Linked DNA regions of Mus musculus: region 2 is linked to region 1. A link is a contact called in public promoter capture Hi-C data. All regions are on one chromosome and are shown on one strand. Each heading gives the region's core, a stretch centred on a gene start, on an enhancer-like site or on the middle of the called end of the contact. The rest is flanking DNA. Distances are from core to core; before and after follow the strand shown. Region 1 holds the start of Cyp2c55 (cytochrome P450, family 2, subfamily c, polypeptide 55). Region 2 holds the start of Cyp2c68 (cytochrome P450, family 2, subfamily c, polypeptide 68).

Region 1 (7,119 bases), core at 182-2,681:
CTTCCTCCTTGTCTCTGCAGAGGTGACATTTGCTCAGTTTTGTTTTGTTTTTGTTTTTGTTCTCCTGAGTACATCAGAGTCAAATAAGGACTTCTGTGTTGTGTGAAGCTGATGTCCTAGGAACAAAATCAGGGAGCTGTACATTTGGAGTAATTAAAGATGGGGGGTTGATTTTGTTTGCCCTCTGGATAGCTTCAGTGCAAGGCATAGGTCACCGCAAAGGCCAACAGATCTTATCTCAAAGCTAAGTTTTTCCATGTACGAGGTACAATATATAACATGTATGGTATGCTCCCAGATTTCCTTTACCCATAAAAAATTAGAAACAAAACTTCCTGCTTTAAGTGTTTTTTTTTTAAAGAGGGAATTTAACAGTAAAATATACATATTTACTTAGTTAATTACTTGGCACATGATGGGTAAGCTAAAATGTGCATATTTCCCAAGTGGTGGCCTACATATGAGGCAGATGCAGTAGGGTCCTGAGTCTGTGGACAGTCTGAGATACCCAGCGGGGAAGAAACCAAATCATAGATGTATGAGTTATAGTACCTGTTTCCTCTTTAGGCAACTCTAAGATTGGTACAGAATGCTGAAATCTTGCATAAGATTTTCAGTCTCAAGGAGACTACCCTAGGTTTTGAGAAGCATCACTGGCTAAATAGTATTTTATAGACTAGGTATAAAATACATGGCTTGCCTTCAACATCCTAAATTCCCAGCCGGTCAACAGTATAGTGCTGGAATGATTTTTGCACAAATAGTTTACTTCAGGTTCTGGGAAAATAGCTCAGTTGGTAAAATATACACTGTGCAAGCACGAAGACCGGAGTTCAGTTCCTCCAATAGTCATGTAGTCACGTAAAAGCTGGGCTCTGTAGTACATGTCTGCAACCTCAGTGAAGATCTCTTGCTTCACTGAGGAATCCTGTATCAATGAGAGAGAGAGAGAGAGAGAGAGAGAGAGAGAGAGAGAGAGAGAGAGAGAGAGAGAGAGAGGTGGAATCGAGAAAGACACCAAAAGTCGATCTCTAGCCTCCACAGACACATGCGTATGAACTCAAATGCATGCACACCAAGATGCACACATGAACACATATTTATTTCACTGCAGCTTAATTCAGGCTTCAAGATGTAACTGGAACTATGAAGGTATTGAAATCTGCCCTACTCCACATTAAAAACAAGCACAACAATAACAATAAAAGACTCATAACAATATCTGGGTTAAGTCCAACTCCAGACTAGCTCACCATGGTTGGTAAAATCTCCTCCCAGGAGATTGAAAAGAGCAGCTTCTTTTCATGTTTGCTGCAGGCCAGAGTCCATTCAGAAGATAAAACTGCACATAACTGATTGGTCACTTAGGTCTCAGAAGCACTGTTAAGTTGGCAGCTAGCATTATAAAAGCCCTGGGCTGCAAGCTCACAGGAGTCTCCCTGAGAAGAGAAAGCTGCCATGGATCCAGTCCTGGTCCTGGTGCTCACTCTCTCCTGTCTGCTTCTCCTCTCCCTCTGGAGACAAAACTCTGGGAGAGGGAAGCTCCCTCCTGGCCCCACCCCTTTCCCAATTATTGGAAACATCCTTCAGATAGATATAAAGAACATCAGCAAATCCTTCAACTATGTAAGTATCCTTCTTGCTATATAGTGGTTGAAAAGTAAGAATTATTCTCTGCTGTTAAATAAGTACATTTCTGGGGTTAAACTATATCATCATATGGCAAATGTGCACTGTGGATTTTCACATTTGGTTTCTCATTGTAGAAATGATTAAGAGAGATAACATATTTGTCCAGGATAATCATTTTTACACTGTAAGGTAAAATCCATATAGCAGAGAGAACAGTGACTCTTTCACTGTTTCATGATTCTTAGCTGCAATTTTTGCATAAGATAAAAAGTATTGGAATTATTTTTAGTATTTACTGGAGACATCATCTACGTACATGTTGCGTATTATCTTTAGGTTAGCTAACCAAAATAATTACATTTCTTCAAGGAAACAAGTTATGTCTGATATCAAGGAGTCCGAGTCAACATAAACTTATGTGAAAGAAAGAGAACTAGTAAGGTCCAGTGGGGCCTCAGTGTTTCTGTGCAAAGCTGCTGCCAGAGCTGTGGATGAGCAGCATGTAAGAGATTGTCCTGGCTGAGATGAAAGGATGGACCATGTAGAGACTGCCATATCCAGGGATCCACCCCATAATCAGCATCCAAACGCTGACACCATTGCATACACTAGCAAGATTTTATCGAAAGGACCCAGATGTAGCTGTCTCTTGTGAGACTATGCCGGGGCCTAGCAAACACAGAAGTGGATGCTCACAGTCAGCTAATGGATGGATCACAGGGCTCCCAATGGAGGAGCTAGAGAAAGAACCCAAGGAGCTAAAGGGATCTGCAACCCTATAGGTGGAACAACATTATGAACTAACCAGTGCCCCGGAGCTCTTGACTCTAGCTGCATATGTATCAAAAGATGGCCTAGTCGGCCATGACTGGAAAGAGAGGCCCATTGGACACGCAAATTTTATATGCCCCAGTACAGGGGAGCGCCAGGGCCAAAAAGGGGGAGTGGGTGGGTAGGGGAGTGGGGGTGGGTGGGTATGGGGGACTTTTGGTATAGCATTGGAAATGTAAATGAGTTAAATACCTAATAAAAAATGGAAAAAATAAATAAATAAATAAATAGAACACTGAAAATTCAAAAAAAAAAAAAAAAAAAGAGAGAGATTGTCCTGTGGGATGCTGCATGTGCTGTTCTGCCTGCTGCCTGTTCTTTAGTCACTTATATCAGGATTGCAGACAGCCTGGCATCACACTCAACTAGAGAGAGATTTCTCTGATTTTAGTAATATGACAATATTTTAAAATTAATTAATTAATTAACATCCCAAATGCTACCCTGTTCTCGGTCCCTGATGACAGAATTCCTCCCCCATGCTCCCTCCCATTTACTTCTGAAAGGGTGCCCCCCACCCCCAGGTATACCCTCACCCTGGTGCGTCCTCTCCCATGGTGGCCAGACAAGGCAGCCCTGTGCTACATATGTGCCTGGGCCACTGACTGGTATATGCTCTTTGGTTGGTGTCTCAGTCTCTGGGAGCTTCCAGGGGTCCAGGTTAGTTGACACTGTTGGTCTTCCTGTGCGGTTGCCATCTCCTTCAGGACCTTCAATCGTTCCCTTAGCTCGTCCATAGGGGTCTCTGACCTCAATCCAATGCTTGGCTGTAAGTACTTGCATCTGTCTCAGTCAGCTGCTAGGAGAGACTCTCAAGTTATATTAGGCACCTGTCAGCAAGCACAACATAGTATCACTAATAGTGTCAGAGATTGATGCCTGTTCATAGGATGGGTCTCATGTTGGGTCAGTCTCTGTTTGGCCATTTCGTCAGTCTCTGCTGCATTTTTTTGTCCCTGCATTTCTTTTAGATAGGACCAATTCTGAGTCAAAAATTTTGAAGGTGGGTTGGTGTCCCCATTCCTCCACTGGGGGTCCTGTCTGTTTCCTGGAGGTGATTGTCCCACTGTTGGGCATTTCAGCTAAGGTCACCCACATTGACTCCTGGCAGCTTCCTAGGGAGAGTTTTCAAATGATAAGTTTTCAGTACTTATCATAGGGTGACCGAGTGACCCTGTGAGAAGAGCTCAGCAGAATCCTGAAGCAAAGTCCTTCAGAGTTAAGTATTTGTTTCAGTGTGGACACAGGGGACTGGTTTGTGCTAGTCTGCTAGCTTGAAGTCGAACAGCTTCTGAGGGGGAAGTGAGCATGATTATAGGAAAGCAGAAAAAAGATTCAAAGTTAAGATTTAGAATTGGAAGGGCTGCAGCTCAATATCCCACCAGCCTTGAGGCAAGTTTGTTTTCCTTAGCCTTTGTATACTTCACAGTACCATGGGAAACATAGCCACAAGCTAACAGAAATAATTGCTGAAATATAAGATATCTGTCCCCATCCAAAAGACTCCCTATTCCTTCCACCAAGGTCAATACAATAGAATTTTCAGCTTCTCACTGTGAGCCTTAAATATTCCTGCTGTTATCATTCTATTCCTTATCAGGTCAGAAAATCTGTAGGGTTGTGAGCCCAAGTCCACTCCACCCTTGGGCATAGTTGCTTGGGGAGGCCCATGCTACCTTCAGGCTGTAGGGAAGCACTGAGATACCACTCTGGGGGTGGGAACTCTGGGGGTGGGAAAGTGCAGTCTGAGGCATGGGAAAGCTGGAGCTGGTTTGGGGGTCCCGGGCCTGCTATGGCTGGGGCTGTGGGGTTCTCAGGCTCTTGGACATCCAGGCACCACTGAGAGTTGCAGAAGAACAGAGAACAGAGTTGGGGGTTCATAGGCTGCATCTAGCCTGGGGTCGGGATGGGGTGAGGAGAGTTATGAGAACCTCTGGCTGGTCCCAGCAGCGATAGTTCTTGGCTGTATGGCGATCATGGCTGGGAGTGCAGATTGGTCTTCTAGGGGAGACTAACTGAGGCTCTATAGGTGAAGACATTCTCCATGGCTCCGCACAATGGATCTCAATGAAAAGAGACAGTCTTGGTAGATAATGAGTGCATAAAACCATACCCCACTTCTCAGGGTGGGCCTGAGATCAAAATACCTTTTGCAGGGAGGATTGTCTGGGAAGAGAAGCTTTGGCAATGCCTGGGCATCTAGGTACTGCATTAGCACGAAGAACTCTGTTTTGAGCCTACTTGACTGTGGTCATGGCTCTTTTCCTTTTGTGTTGGTCTGAGATGTTAGGGATGCCTCATCTACATATGGAAGGGCTTAGGGTACTGCCCTTACATGGCTAATAGTCACAAATCTATGGGTGGCTGTTGATACATGAGTTGGGCCTTGTGCTGGGAACCGGTGAAGCTCCTACCATCCCGTCAGGGTCTCTAGTGATGCAAGCCTTTAGCTTCAGCTTACCAGACTTCCTCCTCTCATGATCCACCACTCTGTAGAAATCTGCCAACAGACCCTGATCCACTTTGACTCTGCCTAGCAGGTGGAGTTTTCTGTTTTCTTTTTTTCTTTTTCTCTCTCTGCTTCAGAGAAGTGACAAAAGGCTTCCCACACTGGTTCGTTGCCCAAGTATCAGAGATTCACTGAAAAGGGTTTCAAATCTGAGTGTTGAATTTTTACCCACGGAAAAGTTAAATGAATTTGAGATTCTTCATCCTCAGTGTCTTTATCTGTAAGTTTACAGATTAACTTCCTTCAAAGTGTCACAGTTCGGACAATTTGCACATTGGTTTGTCTGGAAATCTACTGGTAAACAAGATACATGCTGCATATGAAAGTTATAGCAAACAGCTTTTTATGTATCGAATCTAAATTTGAAGTTGTGATTGGCAGACTACAGATGTGGACAGTAAGATGCTCATATCAGCCTAGAATCTTCTTCTGTTACTTATAATTTCTTTCTTATTTGCAGTTCTCAAAAGTCTATGGCCCCGTGTTCACTCTGTACTTTGGTTCAAAGCCTACTGTGGTGGTACATGGATATGAAGCAGTAAAGGAAGCTCTGGATGACCTTGGAGAGGAGTTTTCTGGGAGGGGTAGTTTTCAAATTTTTGAAAGAATAAATAATGATCTGGGTAAGTGTGCATGTATGCACATGCATGTTTATGCATGTGTATGCTGAGCATGGATCATAGGGACTAGACAGGAAAATCTCCTTAGGCAGTGTCTTAGGGTTTTATTGCTGTGAACAGACACCATGACCAAGGTAACTCATAAGGATGCCATTCAGTTGGGGCTGTCTTACAGGTTCAGAGGTTCAGTCCATTATCATCACGATAGGAGCAAGGGGGTGTCCAAGTAGGCATGGTGCAGGAGCAGCTGAGAGTTTTCCCTCTTCATTTGAAGGCCATTAGAAAAAGACTGACTTCCAGGCAGCTATAACAAGGGTCTTAAAGCCCACACTCACAGTAACACATTTCCTCCAACAAGGCCACACCTACTCCAGCAATACCCCAAATAGTGCCACTCCCAGGACCAAGCATATTCAAACCACCACCGGCAGGGAGCCAAGTGGCAGTCAGGGTCCTGTTCCCTCCATTGTCTGGGTTCTCCTTTCTAGTTTCTGTTTCCTGTTCTGGTAGGGGTGATTTTCAGCAATGGAACAAAATGGAAGGAGCTTCGGCGCTTCTCAATCATGACCTTGAGGAGTTTTGGGATGGGGAAGAGGAGCATCGAGGATCGCATTCAAGAGGAAGCATCCTGTCTTGTGGAAGAGCTAAGAAAAGCAAATGGTGGGTACCTGTTTGCCTGGCTCTACCTCTACATGCCCTTTTCAACACTGCAGTGGTAGTCAGCTATTTCTGGGTAGTGGTTGTTAGCTCTCATGCTAGTGCCCAAGGACAGAGCTTTGCTTGTCCGTCCTCACGTCTGTACGTGCTGATTGTGCACACAGTGTGACTATATAATAGTCATATTATCCCATTCTGACCCAGTTGCTTTCAGAACAGAACATCATGAAGATAGAAAGTGTTAAGCCACTTTTTGGAATGGGAACAGAGAGGGGTAAGATGTAGCTACTAGAATTTCCTGGTATCATGGCAGATCCACAGATTCACCACTGGAGGAATCAGATTTTAATAAGGCTACAAGATTAGGTTTTAGTTGTTGCACCCAGAGATTGAGTTACCACTGTTTCTGAACTGAGTTTGTGTTGCATTTGTGTGTGGCTTGTCTGGGTTTGAGAGAAAGATATGGCAGCAAAGCATGGGTTTGCCAGATGTGCACCACAAAGGCTGTGGGGGACTTGAAGCATGGGGTTGGCGTGGTAGTGACCTGCCAGTGGGAATCTATCGAGCTTGGTGGAGAAATTATGGAGTTCTGAGTCAGAATTTCCACTAGATAAAAACAGGTTGGCCATTGCCTGCCAGTGCATGGCCAGCCAGGCCACCGGGGCAGAGGCACAAGCGCAGGTTGTGCAGTTCTAACTTTTAAAAAATATTTCCCACAACAGGTGGTGCCCAACATGAGGATGGGCACGAATCCATTAGAAATTTAAGATTATTAGCCTGAGAATTACAGTCTTATTTTATTTTATTTTATTTTTTTGCTGGATGATTGGCTGGGTGGTGCTAAAAAACGAGTTATGTGACTCAAATGCG
Region 2 (7,501 bases), core at 49-2,548, 730 kb after region 1:
TATACTAACGTAAAATATCCACATTTATTTACAGGATTGTATTGAAAATAAGTACATCCTACTTATTCATTATTGGATACTTGAGCATCACTCTCATGATAACTCCATACTGAAATGGATTTAAATTGTCAGAAGAACGCTGCAGAACCAGCTGGGAACACTTCTTGTTAAACCTAAGAGAGCCCTGTGATAAAGACTAGAAAACTAAAACCTTAGATTACCAAAAATATTTGATTTCCATTCTTATCTATTGTTACAAATGTACATAGAGTAGGTATTATACAAACTGTACCATAGTATGAAGCATCACAGAAAAACCACATTCTTGCTAATCAGCATCCTAGGTCCAAGTCACAGGCTATGAATGGAATAAAAGTTGATGGGGAAAATACGACAGATGCAAACTCCCACTATGATTTTTTATTTCATGTATGAGCTCATGCACATTGTATTTACTGCAATTCAGAAACCAATAAATTCTTCAGAGTACAAAATTAATGTCAAATCCAAGAACAATGCATGTCTAAAATTCAGATTCGTTTTATGAAAATTTCCCTACTCTTCACCTTCAGTCAAAATAATAGAAAATGTTGATGGGGAAAATACGACAGATGCAAACTCCCACTATGATTTTTTATTTCATGTATGAGCTCATGCACATTGTATTTACTGCAATTCAGAAACCAATAAATTCTTCAGAGTACAAAATTAATGTCAAATCCAAGAACAATGCATGTCTAAAATTCAGATTCGTTTTATGAAAATTTCCCTACTCTTCACCTTCAGTCAAAATAATAGAAAATGTGTGTAAAAATAGTATATAATTACCCAATTTGTTTAAAAAAATGTGTATATAATTACCTGCATTTCAGGTACTTCAATCTGAAACTTAGAGCATTACTAATTTTCTGATCAGAACTAGAAGCAAAAGTCAGAAGAAAATATTGAACATTTTAGTTTTTTACACCATATTCATTTCCACAATATTTCCTCCACTAATAGAATTTTATGAAAGTAGCAAGACTTCTATCTCGATTTGAAATGTACCTGAAGAACATAAGGCATACTTACATTAGTAAGGCACTGGCCAATGTCCTTCATATCTATCAGGTGGTAATTGCCAATAATTGGGAGAGGAGTGGGTCCAGGAGGGAGGTTCCCTCTTGCAGATCTCTGTCTCCACAGTGACAGGAGAAGCAGAAAGGACAGACAAAGCACCAAGACTACAAATGGATCCATGGAGACCCTTCTTACTGACACTGGTATGATCAGGCACTCCAGACACTTTGTAGTGCATTCGCAAAATCAATATTTGTGTTTGGTCATCTTTGTACAATCAACTAGTTACTGTTTAACTCTCTTCCAATTGGACTTTGTTTCAATGATAAGAAAAAACAAGCACTTTTAACATTGTCATTTTTGTAGCGTGCCTGTAAGACATGTGGGTTTTAATTTTGTTGAGTTGTGACAAGTAAGGCTGATAAATAATAATCATTCAAAACTTGAAATACACTTGAGTTAATTTGTAAAAGTTATGAGATTGTACTAAAATTATGTCAATTTCTTCTTTTCTTCTGTATCAAAAACAACATATATAATTTCCTTATTCACTTTCTAACACATGGTTTTTTTCTTTTATCTTTTTAAAATTAATTATTTTATTTTTTTCATTCCATATTTTATCCCCTGCCCCGTCCACCCTCCGATAATCCACATCCCATATTTCCTCCCGACCCCTGTCTCCACATGGATATCCCGAGCCCTACCCCACCTGACCTGTAAACTCCCTGGATTCTCTAGTCCCTTGAGGGTTAGGTGCATCATCTCTGAGTGAACACAGACCCAGCAGTTCTCTAATGTATGTGGGCTAAGGGGCTCATGTCAGCTGGTGTATGCTGTCTGTTTGGTGGTCCAATGTTTGGTGGTCTATTTGGTGGAGAGATCTAGGGGATCCAGATTAAATGACACTGCTTGTCCTCCTACATGATTGCCCTTCTGCTCAGATTCTTTCAGCCTTCCCTAATTCAACAACAGGGGTCAGCTGCTTCTGCCCATTGCTTGGGTACAAATATCTGCATCTGACTCTTTCAGCTGCTTGTTGGGTCTTCTGGAGTGCGGTCATGCTATGTCCCTTTTTGTGAGTGCTCAATAGCCTCAGTAATATTGTCAGACCTTGGGACCTCCCCTTCAGCTGGATCTCACTTTGGGCCTGTGGCTGGACCTTCTTTTCCTCAGGATGCTCTCCATTTCTATCCCTGTAATTCTTTCAGACAGGAACAATTATGTGTCCCAGTTGTAGCTGTGGGATGGCGCCCCTCTCCCTCATTTGATGCCCTGTCTTCCTGCTAGAGGTGGGCTCTATAAGTTCCCTCCCCTTATTGTCAGGAATTTCATCTACTGTACCTACCTTTGAGTCCTGAGAGTCTCTCACCTCCCAGGTCTCTGGTACATGCATGTTTAACTCTGTATTTAAATTGGTTATTGCTAATATAAACATATGGACATATGCTTAATTATAAATGCAATAAAACTTTCATATATGCTATGAGCAACACGGCTAAGAAAAAAGACAAAAATGCCTTACATTAGTAACACACATTTTAGTAAGAAAACATATTAAGTTGATATCTAGGAAAATCTATATGGCTTTTGCCACTGTGAAATTCAATGGAAGATCTAGACTTATCCTTCTTTCTTTCTTTTCCTTCCTCCCTCCCTCCCTCCCTCCCTCCCTCCCTCCCTCCCTCCCTTCCTTCCTTCTTTCTATCCTTCCTCTCTTTCTTTCTTTCTTTCTTTCTTTCTTTCTTTCTTTCTTTCTTTCTTTCTTTCTTTCATCTTCCATTCTTTCCTGATTGCTTGTTTGCTTTCTCTTCCTCTCTCTTTCTCTCATTCTCCCTTCCTTCCCTCCTTTCTTTTATCCTTTATATTGTCATCACTGTAAAATAAGAACTATAAATGTCTCACAACACATTGCTGGAAGAATTTAGAATTCAATGTGATTACCCTGTAGTTGCAGATACTCCCACTGGCTTTACAGTTTTTAGGATTCTCCACTTATCATCATTTAAGAAATGAGGCTATCTCAGCATAACCGAACAGATGACAATAAATGAAAATTCTTGAGAAAGATTATCTTCTAGAATTTGAAGCACTTCAGAGACATTTCTTGTGTTCATTTAATGATCCCATTGATAATAATCATAAATAAATAGTTGGTCCACTATAATGAAGGTTTATTAAATGTGAAGCAGTAATGGAACATGTATGTTCTATGGATGTCAAAATTGTACTACAAAATGACCAAAGTATGCAGAATTAAATAAGTAGAAGCATACATTTCCAGTACTTAAATTCCAGAAGAATGACATTTATTATTTGAGCAGTAATGGCATTGTTCAAGGAAAGTCTCCTTCTGTAAAGATATCATTATATTGGCTCAGATTAGACTAAGTAGGTACGCAAAAATGTGCTCAGTATAAGAAGTTCTCTTCTTAATACTGGCTTACATCACATTTAATTAAGAGTTATAAAAGTGGTTCTGTCAATTATTATTCTCTTATTTTTTTATATTTGTTCCACTTTCATTGCTGTGGCTAATTTTTTACACATGAAGATGAGAAGCTGGGCCTTAGTGGTTCAAAACCATGACAAAACTGGTTACTCCAGTGATTAGATTGGGGCTCTAGGCCATACCAATGTGTCCCATATCTTTTCTTGAATAAATATATTCCATTCAGTTGTATCAGTCTACAGTGCTGACTTTGTCCTAAGGTTCACAATGACTATATTCATTAAGAATCAAAATAAATAAAGAGTTGCTCAATAACATGCTCATGATTTAGAACATACATTTTATAACAGTTTGCTTTTCATAATTTATACAACATTAGTGACCCAACATTTTGGAAATCTCCATTACCTATAACAGAATAAGTAGTAGTTTGTGACTGACACATTTTGCTCTAAAATTTCCCACTTATGAACAATTTATATTGAAGAAACATGCTCAGTATATTTCTTTAAAAAGCAGAATTATTTTACATCCAAAAGAATGGTTGTTCTTTCTCCATTTATCCAATTCTTACAATGAGAATTTGTACAAACTTTTTATTTCCTAGAGTGAAAACAGCATATCCATTTAACCATGGCAATCTTTAACATATTTCTTAATTATTTGAATTTTGTACATTAGATTTTGATTTCCTCCTTCCCTACTTCTCATATCACCAATCTTGCCTTCTCTTCCTTAACCCATCAAGTCTAGTATGTACTCTTGGCTGTATGGTGTTTCATCTTATAGGGGACATACTTATAAGGATACCCAGATTCCTATTTCTGGCAGCTTTCAATTACTAGTTGCTACATCCAGTCCAGTGCAGTCTGCTTGGTAGGCCTAAAACCCTGGAAGCAGTCAGGAGGCAAAGAGTTTCAAGGAAACAGCCTCCTGGAACCTTGGCATTCCAATAGCCTATATACCCAAACCCTGTCCCTGCATTAGTCTGGTATGGATCTATGTGCTCTCTTTCAGTATTTTTTTATTATAGCTGCCTTAAGGATTAATTTTGACATATAGCTAAGCCTCCACCAGTTGTCCAATGGTTCCTAGAAAATCCTTGAAGCAGTTGGTGAGCTTGGAATTCAGTTAAGAATGTTACTTATTCAATAACATTCAAATTCACTTCTAGTGGAGACAGTGAAACTAATTAGGCATTACAATGTACAGAGCTTTAAAAAGCTCTTGGCTAGTCTGCATAGTAATTACTTAGGACAATAGCCAAGTCACACCCACACACAAGAATACACAATGGTCTAGGAAATAGGTGGATTATCACGTGGAGGGGTTATTGGAAGGCAATTCCCCTGGTGCAGATTTTTTCACTAGGCCCAGAACAATAGCATAATCAGGTATTTACTAAAGAACCCCTGGTGGTGGGTCTAACAATAGACTAGCATTGCATCAGAACATTCACCTGGCTTCTGTGTTTAGCGGACCTTTTTAATTAAAGGAACAATCCTATTCTCAGTGGTAAATGCGACCTGGCTCCTGCCATCTTTTATGTATACATTCTTTTTTGTTTTGTGTCAATGTAACTTGGCAGATCTGATCACCTTGTTTTCTTGTTTTTCTTCAGTATTAAATGTCTGGTGTTCCTTTGGACAAAATACATTCAGATTCAGCTCTCCTTTGAGTTTGTGTCTCTCTTGTCAATTCTCTCCAACCCTTGTTCACCTGCAACCAGAAACCTGTTCCCCACAGATAGGAGACCCAATAGAGGTTAGTCTGTGGCAGCTGGCACCTTCGAACAGGGACTTTGGGACAGGTAAGTCTTTATCGCTTTTTCTTTTCTTTCCTTTTTTCTTTTCTTTTCTTTTCTTTTCTTTTCCTTTTTCTTCTTCATTTCTCAAGCAAGGATAGGATCTCGTTTCAGTGCTGCAGATCAGTTAATAAATGCTAATCATTTTGAGGTTTAGTAAGTTTTTTTTTACCATGGGGCAGTCTGACATTAAAACATGTTTAGATGACTCACCAGCTGTAGTAAAGGCCTACACTGTAGTGATGGATGGAGAGAAACTGGGCACCAATTTTAAGAACACCTGTAAGAATGAAAAGCATTCTCAGGGGAATGAAAGCTGCATGTTTCAGTTGTAAAAACCAGAACACCTGAGGAAGTATTGTAAAAATCCCCCAGGAAACGAGAAAGGCCTCTGCCCATGCTGTGGTGGAGAGAACCTTGGAGGAATGATTGTAAATCAAAGTCCCATAAAGATGGGACTTTGCTCACTAAAGAAGCATGTAAGACAAAAAAAAAAAAAAAAAAAAAAAAAAAAACTAGATAAGGGACAGCCTTTTAGCCCCATTCAGGAACTGTGGACCTTGTTATAGGACACAGCCCCAGGTATAAGAAAAACTTCAAGTTGTGGATTCTGATATTTTAGGTAAAATTAAAAGTTATGACTAAAGTCTAAAAAGAGACTTCATAAAAGTCAAAATATAGCTCAATTCTTACTGTTACCTTATTTACAACTTCCCAATCCTACATTGTGCCAAAAATTCGTAGATATTGCTTTATTGGAAGTTAGGAAATAATTTTCTCAAACATATATAATTCATTTTGTGGGTGGTGTTTTTGTTGGTGGCAAAAAGTTTGGTGGCAAAAAGTGGAGACCAGGCAGAGCAGGTTTTGCAGTTGGCTGTAAATGTTTGACTAAGTGTGGGCTGATGGTGGCTTCAAAAAAGATTCAGCATGGTAAACTTTTAGGCTATTTGAGACATTTAGTGTACAGAGATTGTGTGGTTTATCAGTGAATTGCCCTCACATTAAATAAATTGGAAGTTTTGGATGCTTGCCAGAAGCTGTTAGAGAATTTGGGGTTTTAATCCTGGTTTGACAAGCTGCCTCTTATAAGCAGGAAAGAAAAGAAAAGAAAAGAAAAGAAGAGGAGAGGAGAGGAGAGGAGAGGAGAGGAGAGGAGAGGAGAGGAGAGGAGAGGAGAGGAGAGGAGAGGAGAGGGAAAAAGATAGAGGAAAATGGATTTTGGAATTCTCCTAGAGACAGAGAAATTGGGAGATGTCCTGGTAATTTTCTCTGGCCCCTACAGGAGAAGTTCTCTACCCTCTTTGTATTGTCAATGGTGCACCAATCTTTTCAATTCATGTATGTTTTTGTTTCGTTGTCTGAATGACTGGTTGTTCTATGTTTCATGTTGGAAAGAAAAAAAATGGTTAAAACTTTATCTGCTGAATCAGTCTCACTTTGCACAGTGGACCCTGAGAGTGGCCTGCATTTAGCCAAGAATCAAGCACAGCAGGAGAGCTCCTGCTGAAAAACTGTTCTTAAAAAGGAGTCTGCAATCTCTTAGTTCTAAGACAAACAAGCTGATAGTTGTTTTTTTCCTAGAAAATTCTCTGCATCGTGATTATTGTGTTTAGCCATCGACAAAGTGCCTTTTATCTTATAATTATAGCTAGAAAAAGTAAAATTCTTTGATTGGTATAAATTTATAAGATTTGTGTAGCTGCTTCATTTCACTTTTGCCTGGTCTTAAAAGTATAAATATGCTCTGTATGTGTTGGTCATAGAATATTGGCTTATAAATTATTGGGTATGATTAAAAAGGTGTAACATTGGTAACAAGACAGTTAGCTTTAAATTGGAAACTCAGAGTTGGAGTCATTTTAAAACAACATGTGGCATAAACTAGGCCAAAAACCTAGGCCTCTAAGGATACTTCCTTTTTTTTTTTTTTTTTTTTTTTTACTTTCTGATTGTGGGAAGCCGCCCTCACATTCGCCGTTGCAAGATGGCGCTGACATCCTGTGTTCTAAGTGGTAAACAAATAATCTGCGCATGTGCCAAGGGTAGTTCTTCACTCCATGTGCTCTGCCTTCCCCGTGACGACAACTCGGCCGATGGGCTGCAGCCAATCAGGGAGTGACGCGTCCTAGGCGGAGGATAATTCTCCTTTAAAAGGGACGGGGTTTCGCCATTCTCTCTCTTGC

What was found. Promoter capture Hi-C pulls out the DNA fragments that hold promoters and counts their contacts.
Region 2: a contact with region 1 is called in a promoter capture Hi-C map of liver, with 5 times the contacts expected there. The contact joins the promoter of Cyp2c68 here to the promoter of Cyp2c55 in region 1. A contact is called at or near these places in 7 of 39 promoter capture datasets (embryonic stem cells, hippocampal neurons, liver and 1 more) and 1 of 9 other capture datasets (macrophages).

The regions. Positions count from the first base shown.
Region 1 is chr19:39,005,588-39,012,706 of GRCm38.p6, forward strand. Cyp2c55 (cytochrome P450, family 2, subfamily c, polypeptide 55) reads left to right here and starts at 1,432. Exons shown (of 9, transcript NM_028089.3): 1 at 1,432-1,626; 2 at 5,433-5,595; 3 at 6,103-6,252. The coding sequence starts at 1,459.
Region 2 is chr19:39,739,803-39,747,303 of GRCm38.p6, forward strand. It overlaps Cyp2c68 (cytochrome P450, family 2, subfamily c, polypeptide 68), which reads right to left and starts at 1,299. Exons shown (of 9, transcript NM_001039555.2): 1 at 1,072-1,299. The coding sequence starts at 1,239.